Linked DNA regions of Mus musculus: region 2 is linked to region 1. Evidence: chromatin contacts called from public ChIA-PET data. All regions are on one chromosome and are shown on one strand. Each heading gives the region's core, a stretch centred on a gene start, on an enhancer-like site or on the middle of the called end of the contact. The rest is flanking DNA. Distances are from core to core; before and after follow the strand shown. Region 1 overlaps Pced1b (PC-esterase domain containing 1B). Region 2 has its middle 51 kb from the start of Gm41393.

Region 1 (4,139 bases), core at 770-3,269:
GAGATATGTATTTTCCTCCAAGATAAAAATTTAATGAAACACACAGAAATTTGCCTAAAGACTCCCAGAGAAATGGCATTTACTCAAAATAAGAAAACTCCACGGGACAGCTTTTTAACAACAGAGACATCTCTAAAACATCAGGAAAAGAAGCTGCCCTTAGGTGACCCGGGAAGATCTCCCTGAAGTCAGTTTGTCACCCTGAAGTCAGTTTGTCCGAGGCATCCCGTGAATAGCTGGGAGCAGATCGAATAATCACGCTGCACTGCGAAGGTTCAGGCTGTGCGACAATTGGTAAATAAACTAACAGCAACACGTGACTTGGAGGGTCTGAGTCTCCCGTTCTTACGGTTCTTACCCACATACCAGATGGCAACACACACCCATAATCAAGCACAGAGCCCCTGTGGGCTGGGGGCTGGCGGCAGCTGAGTCAGACTGGCCTCTGCGGAGGAGTTGATCCGCCTCCACAAAGGGCTTTTTTGCGCTGTCAATTCTCTGTCTCTCTCTGTCCCCCCACCCCAACCTCTACCCCACCCTACCCCTCCCCACACCCTTCTTCTTTTTTTAAACAGGGTCTCACCATGTAGACTCAGCTAGTCTTAAATTTATAATCGCCTGCCTCAGCCTCCTGCCTCAGCCTGAGGTCACAGTACGGATGCTCTTGAGGGCTAATGGTATCCAGGGATGGGTTCCAAGCACCTGTGAGTGGCGTTTGCTTACTGCTATATGCAAAATTATATCCCGTCAGAATCAAGACGCTGTGCAAACACACTGAGACATCTTAGGGTGAATAGACATAGCTGGACCCACAGGCGTCTTAGCTCTTTAAAAATGTCTCCTTTAAGCTAGAGGAAGTACCCAAGGAGCTGAAGGGGTCTGCAACCCCCTAGGAGGAACAACTATGAACTAATCAGTACCCCCAGAGCTCCCTGGACTAAACCACCAATCAAGGAAAACACATGATGGGACTCATGGCTCCAGCTGCATATGTAGCAGAGAATGACCTATATGGTCATCAATGGGAGGAGAGGCCCTTGGTCCCATGAAGGTTCTATGCCCCAGTGTAGAGGAATGCCAGGGCCAGGAAGCAGGAGTGGGTGGGTTGGTGAGCAGGGAGAAGGGGGTAGGGAGAGGGGATTTTTGGAGGGGAAACTAGGAAAGGGGATAACATTTGAAATGTAAATAAAGAAAATATCTAAATAAATAAATAAATAAATAAATAAGGTCTCCTTTAGGCTAGTGTGCCAAGTGAAAGAAGGCAGTCAGAGACAGACAGACACGGGTCAATTCAGAAACAGGAAGTAGAATGGAGCTGTCAGGTTTGAGGGGAGGGGAAGTAGGGTAAATGGTGAAGGGAAAGTTTCTACCTGGGGTACATAGAGTCTCAGTTTTGCAAGGTGAATGCGCTCTGCAGGTGGATGGTGGTGACAGCTGCACATCAGTGGGAAAGCATCAATTCCTACACTTAAAAGTAAGATGCATGCTGAGGTCTGAGAACAAAGGGTCAGGAGTTCAAGGCCACCCCAGACTACTTGAGACCCTGTCTCAAACACAGAGCCTACTTTGCCTTTGCATATCTGTGGTAGGTTGAATATGTTTGGCCCAGGGAGCGGCACTATTAGGAAGTATGGCCTTGTTGGGGGAAGTGTGTCATTGTGGGCGTGGGCTTTGACAGTAGTCTTCTGTTTGCCTTTGGATGAAGATGTAGAACGCTCAGCTCCTCCTGCACCATGCCTGCCTGGATGCTGCCATGCTCCCAACTTGATGATAATGAAGCTGTAAGCCAGCCCCAACTAAATGTTGTCCTCTAATGAGAGTTGCCTTGGTCATGGTGTCTGTTCCCAGCAATGAAAACCCTAACTAAGACAATATTTGAGTATAATCTAAAATACATAAATGAAAAACATGTAGAGAAAAACCCAGTAAGTATCTATTTCCTCTGAGGTGAGAGAGGCCCGTGGTCACACTCTCACTTGTCTGCCAAGCTGTCTTTCATGAGAATGCAGCTTCCCCTGCATCAAGGTGACACCCTCTTTGTTTCCTTGTGGCTTTGTGAAGGCCTTTCCAACAGGAGGCTCAGCGCAGGCCCGGGCCTCTATTATTAACAAAACTGAAATGTTAAGTGGACTTTTCCGTTCTACCAAAAATCGGTTGCTTTTTTTTTTAAAGCATCCTTCTAAAGCAACCGAAGTCAGTGGGAGGAGGACTGTATTTCTCTTAGATATGTGAAGTTACATAAGTCAAACTTCAAAGAACGCAGCACATTTCTTCATGCTGTGCGTGGCTTTTGAACTGAAGAGCTCAAATCTCTGTGGTACCGTGACCTCGCCTTTCCCTGTACCCGTGGCCTGGGAAATCAAATTTCACAATGGACCAACCTCTCTGCCTGTGCCTGGTATCGACTCAACAGAGAAGGGGCTGATGGGAAGCCGTCTGTAAGAACAGGCTGGTTGGATCTGTAACATAAAACCCATGTTTTAATAATCAAAACAGCTTCTCAGGGGAACCTTAGGGATTGGGCCCCTGAATGGAGACCCGGGGAGGTCTCAAACACTTTACACTGCAATTCGAGGTGAGACTGTCTCTTGCACTTTAGGTCTTCATCGTGCACATAAGGAAAATCCGAATTGTTTTTGACCTTCAGAAGTTTTGCCTACTCAGAAATGTTCTAAGTCCTGTCTTCAGCATAAAAAAATGCTATATTTTATTAATAAGCTCAGGGCACACCTTATGCAGTTACATTGTTCATGTCAACCACAAACTGGCACGGAACATCTCCTAAGGGAAACATATTGGATTTATTTATTTTATGTGTATGAATGTTTTGCCCACGTGTATACACGTGAAGAGGGGACTTGATCCCCTCTAACTGGAACTACGAAGAGCTGTCATGTGGATGCTGGAAATCAAACCCAAGTCCTCTGCAAGAACAACTGCCCTTAAAAACAAAAGGCCATCTCTACAGCCCCACTGTGTTTGTCTAAAATTTGTTTATTTATTTTGTAGGTAGGGAAGTGCTGGTGCCTTGGCACACTAGCAGAGGTCAAAGAGCAACTTGCAGAAAAGTCTCTTCTCTCTTTCTACCATGTGGGTCCAGGAATCAAACATAGGGGACCGAATTTGGGTTATCAGCTTGGCAGAGGGCATCTATACTCACTGAGCCATCTCAGTCAGCCTGGATAGACATTTACAGTTGATTGATTTTATAGATGATTGAGTAAACAACCATCCGTTAAAGTGGGTCTTCCTGTAACCCTACTGCGCGCTCGCCTCTTTATGGGCGACAAACTACAAAGCTCACTCTGCATCTAAGTACATGTTAAATGTATCCCCAAAGTGGAGATGGGAGAAGAGGCTGCTGCCCGGGATTAGTGAGTCACGTGACTAACCACACATGATTAGTTCACTTTGCCCTGATCAACTACTTCTTGGCTCAGCAAAAAGCTCACAATACCGCTATATCTATGGACCATCATAGGAGTGGGAAACACAGGTTTAAAAATGATTTCAGCCTCTAGCAAGCATTTCCAGGCCAAGCACTGAGCCTGGTTATCAATCCCATTACACTGTGTGGGAAAACAGAAACTCGGCTTCCTAGGTTAAAGATCACAGAAGAGCCTGATCTATTGCCCCAATTTAACAGATGTTAGAATCTTCGTGATGATTGTTAAGAGGAATGCCCATTCCTCCTGCACACGAGGACCATCTGTGAAGTTTTTTTTTTGTTGTTTGTTTGTTTTTTTTTTAAGTATCACTATTTAATTCCTAACTCCAAGGCACTTTGATTTAGCAGACTTGAGTTGCCTTTTTTTCCCCCTAAAGAAAATTTAAAATCATCTTTAAAGTGTTTTACAAGTATGTGTCACTAGGGGCCATCACTGACATGGTCCAGTCGCTTCCCTGTCCCCATCCACGAAGAACGAAAAGACAGACAACTGGCCGACAGTGGCAGAGTGGCCGGTGGAAGCATGAGGCAGCAGGGATTTCTAGAATTCTAAATTGAGCCTTCTAAACATCTTGGAGCTTCCTTCTTCAAAAGCCGGCCACACATGCTGGCTGCCCTTTAGGCAGAGCAGAAGCGTGTTACGTGCTGTGCTGTGGGTGATCTCACTGGAGCCGGAGCAAGCTTGAGCTGA
Region 2 (4,139 bases), core at 691-3,190, 170 kb before region 1:
CATTTTCTGTACTTTCTGAACCTCGAGATTGTCTTGGTGAGTAAGTTGGTTCCTCCTCCTGATTTCGTGCGCAGTTACACCGGCTGTTCTCACTCCTTCCTTATTCCCCGTGAGTTTTGGATAACTTTGTCAGCCTCCAGAGAAAGCCAAGGGTAATTTGGTAGGACAACAAGCAGCACTGTCTCTCTCATTCATTCCTGTTTTCTTACACGTTCCTGTGTTAATCGGGATGACCGTGTCTACACTGGGAATACAATTAGGCCCCCAAATCTCACTAGATTATCTCAGTACAGTTTTATTTCTCCTCCATGCTGATTTCAACATAGAAGGGGCTGTGCCGTGCAGGTCGCTTTGATCAGACAGCTCTGCTGGACAAGAGATGGCTTCGACATTCTTATATCTTTCTCAAATGTCCAGCCCCCTCTGAGGTGGAGCCCTAAGCCTAACCCCGGCCAAAGGGCTTTGAGCAGCTGTGATGTATCTGCTTGGGTCACAGGCTTGAAAATTGGTATCAGTTTTCTCCGTGATCGTGGATGGTTGAGATCATGGGCAGAGTTGACAGAACCAAGGAGAGATACTCATAGGCCCCTTCACTACAGGCTGGCACCTGCCTCGAGTCAGCCCGACTGGGAAGCTGAAGAAAATCTTTACTGTGTCAAGTACCGAGAGGTTCTGGGGCTAAGTTGTTACTTCAATGTTAAGGGAAATGTCTATATTAACAAAATAATGTATACAAGTAAATTTCTAGGCTTGGGGAGGGTGAGACTCTCACATGTCATACAGAGGGCATTGAGGAATATAATACCAGAACTAGCCAGAGAGGAGGCTAAAAGGGCTTGGCTTGCAATCCTCTTGACCTTGGAGTTCTGTAGCAAAACACCATCTAACACAACTGACTCGCCAAAAACAAAAAACAAACAAACAAACAAACAAACAAAAACCCTTAAGTTTCCACTTCGTGGGGGCGGGGTTCAAGGCAAAGAAAGGTATAGGGCTGAAAGTCCACTGGACTCTGAGTAGTCGTAGGCTCTTCATGGGTTCTCGTTTAGATGTCCCTACAAGGTTCACGTACCTACTCTCGAGACGCCCCGCCCCTCCTCTCCTCCATTGGTCCATGGTTGTGCATGCTACCTTTCTGGCACCAGGATTGGGTGGTCTCATACTACTCATGTACAATGGTCCGTTTGCTGTACTAGCAGAGACGTGGCTGCTGGTAGCTGGGTTCTGCCACCAGCTGAGGTGGGCTCCCAGCACCCCCTCCCCCCATCTTTGTGGTGTAATTGAAAAAGACAAACTTGCTGCAAGTGAAGGAAAATGACTTACTCCCCTGCTGCTCCCGGCCCCCCCAGCAGCAGTGGGTACACAGAAGCAGCTCTCTTTTTGTGTTTAAGTTTGATTGCACCGGTTTCCGTTTCTTAAAAATCAAAAGCCCCTTGAGTGAGAAAGTTTCCATGCTTTACCACTACAGAACATCTCCAGGAAGCCTCCCTCCACCCCACCCCACCCCGCCCCGCCCCGCCCCGCCCTGCCGCAGCCCCGCACAGGCTGTGGCCATGAGCACCTGGCTGTGGGATTTCTCAGCATCCTCTGGTTTTACCGGGGGGATTACTGGGGATGAGGTAGCTAGAAATTGGCTTATGCTTTTATCCCCAGCCAAGGCTGGCCAAGCTTAGGGATAGCTGCTTTGAAAACAGCCTTGCAAGTGACAATACTATTAAAGTCAAATATGGTGATCCCTACTCCAAGGCTAAGGGACCACCACAGAAGACAGCAGAGAGATCGTAAGAGGCAGATGTCAGGGAAGCCTGGGAAAATGATGTGACAGGACACAGTCGCTGTACTTTTGGGTTCCTAGCAGCTCGACCGTGGAAGTGGGAGGAGCTCCCCCGCGTCTACCGTTAACTGAGAAGCTATTGACAGTTCACGGCTTCTAGTGGGGGAAGAGTCAGTCTTCTTTAAGGGTGTGACCCATGGCTCGCTGTCGAGCACACCCCAGTGGAGGATCTATACCCATGAGTATATGGGCAGCCCAAATGGGACTCAGTGGACTGGGGGCTGGGAGAGGGGATGGAAAAAGATGGAGAGAGATGGGGAGAGAGATGGAGAGAGAGAGAGAGATGGAGAGAGGGAGAGAGAGAAGGAGAGAGATATAGAGAAGAGGAGGGGAGGAGAGGGGAGGAGAGGGGAGGGGGGCAGTGAGGTGAGGACCTGGAGGAATTAGGAAGAGTGGATATGATCAAAGTACATTGAATTATTAATTCTCAGAGAATTAACAAACTATTTTAAAAGATTAAAACAAAAAAAAACAAAAAACAAAAAAACATTGATTCCAATTTTTGCATAATCGGGTCAAGAAAAAGGAAAGCACGCCTTCATGTCCTCCTCTCTGGGAAGGTTCATTTCCCACAACTGACTCTCTTCTCAGACTCATAGCATCCCCTCCCCCATCCTCACTCTCAGCTAATGAATTTTCTACCCTTTCCCTAAGCTGCACCCACGCACCCGGCCCTGCTCGCTGCCCTCCCAGTGCCTACTGCTTCCCTACAATGCCTACTAGAACTTTCTGTGACCATATACGTGTCCTGTCTCTCTATCTCTCTTCTGTACCATGCCACACAGTGGCTGCAATGATGGGGACCTGAGGATGTAGAGAAGTCTCGAGGTTAGCTGTGAAGGGACCAGAGACGTGGGGTGGAGAGTATAGAGGGAAGACGCTCTCTCCATGTTTGAGGGGGAAAGGATGAGAATGGTATGTTTCACATGTTATGTAAATGTCCGTTCTGTGTGGAGCCGTGTCTTCCTGAGTCAGAAGACCTGCTTGACACCTTCAGGTCATATCTGACCCCGCATAGTAGCTGTCCTTGCTTACCTCCCCGGCCGGGGGGTGGGGGGTTCCTATCGCCTTGTCCCATGGCTCCCCGGGGGGCTGGGGGTGTCCTATCGCCTTGTCCCATGGCTCCCCCGGGGGAGGCTGGGGTGGTCCTATCACCTTGTCCCATGGCTCCCCCCGGGGGGGGGGGGTCCTATTGCCTTGTTCCATGGCTCCCACGGGGGGCTGGGGGGGTCCTATCGCCTTGTCCCATGGCTCCCCGGGGGGGGGGTTGGGGTGGTCCTATCACCTTGTCCAATGGCTCCCCCGGGGGGGTCCTATCGCCTTGTCCCATGGCTCCACGGGGGGCTGGGGGGGGTCCTGTCGCCTTGTCCCATTGCTAACGACCCTGCTTCCTCCATCTTGAGTCGGTTATAAGAGCATCATTTCTCATTGACTTCTACTTCCTGCTGTTGTTAAAGCGTCCAAAGCCATCCTTATTGCTGTTCTTTGTACTACGTTACTGATTTTCCCATGCCTTTGTGCCATGTGATTTCTGGATTGCATGGGGCAGTATGAGGCATGCTAGGGACCCAGCTGAACTTTTAGTGTAGATTGGGGAGGTTTGCTTGAATTGCTCTTCTGTTTCTTCGCTTCTGTTTCTTTAGCTCCCATGTTCTCCACCTCCTATAATTAAGACACCAGGCCTCTTGGCGGATCACTCACTTTTTCTTTCTTATCCTCCCCTCCTCCTATCTCCTTTTTTGTTCTACTGTTTCAGCCGACCTACCTGCCAACCCTGATAGTCAACTTATTGTTTCAGTGACATATTTCCATTTTTTAAGCGTTCTCTTTTTGTTTTATTAATGATCTATTTTTCTTATAGCATCTGATTTTGGCTTTCCAGATCAGAGATCTTCTCTTACTAGCATCCCCTATACAATCTAAACCTCCAAAGCATTTTTAATAATTTTTATCTTGCCCTTTCATGTTAGACTCTTTCTTCAAATAGTCCTTGGCTAACCACGTATAGCCAAGAATGGGGAACTAAAAGGAGATGCCCAGAATCTTAGCATATGTTCAAGAATAGTGCTTGTAGACATGACATCATCATCAAGAAAATGTCAGAGACCTTTTCTCTTGGTCTAGTCATAGCTTCTGACATGCTATCCAATCTATAGTTCAGAAGCTGAGCTGGAGCAGGCCAGCGATAGAAGTGGGGTGATCCCACAAGTCACTGTTAGATTTTTATCCAATACCAGCTCCTCTTCTCTGTGTCTTGTTCTTAACCATCCCACGATGCCCTGGTTTATCCTGTTCTTATGCCTGG

The links. ChIA-PET counts read pairs in DNA pulled down with a chosen protein or histone mark.
Region 2: an RNA polymerase II ChIA-PET map of memory CD8 T cells shows a contact between it and region 1, with 134 read pairs. The contact joins two enhancer-like sites. A contact is called at or near these places in 2 of 115 datasets of contacts at active chromatin or transcription factors (embryonic stem cells and memory CD8 T cells) and 1 of 9 other capture datasets (embryonic stem cells).

The regions. Positions count from the first base shown.
Region 1 is chr15:97,285,126-97,289,264 of GRCm38.p6, reverse strand. All of the region lies in intron 3 of Pced1b (PC-esterase domain containing 1B), which reads right to left. Among named protein-coding and RNA genes, the nearest start is that of Amigo2, 40 kb to the right of the region's middle. Within about 2 kb of position 2,019, at least 18 of the 459 cell types and tissues checked have an H3K27ac peak or open chromatin away from gene starts, as enhancers often do. A contact at or near this core is called in memory CD8 T cells, where this site is marked.
Region 2 is chr15:97,456,087-97,460,225 of GRCm38.p6, reverse strand. No RefSeq gene overlaps it. Among named protein-coding and RNA genes, the nearest start is that of Gm41393, 51 kb to the right of the region's middle. Within about 2 kb of position 1,940, at least 59 of the 459 cell types and tissues checked have an H3K27ac peak or open chromatin away from gene starts, as enhancers often do. A contact at or near this core is called in memory CD8 T cells, where this site is marked.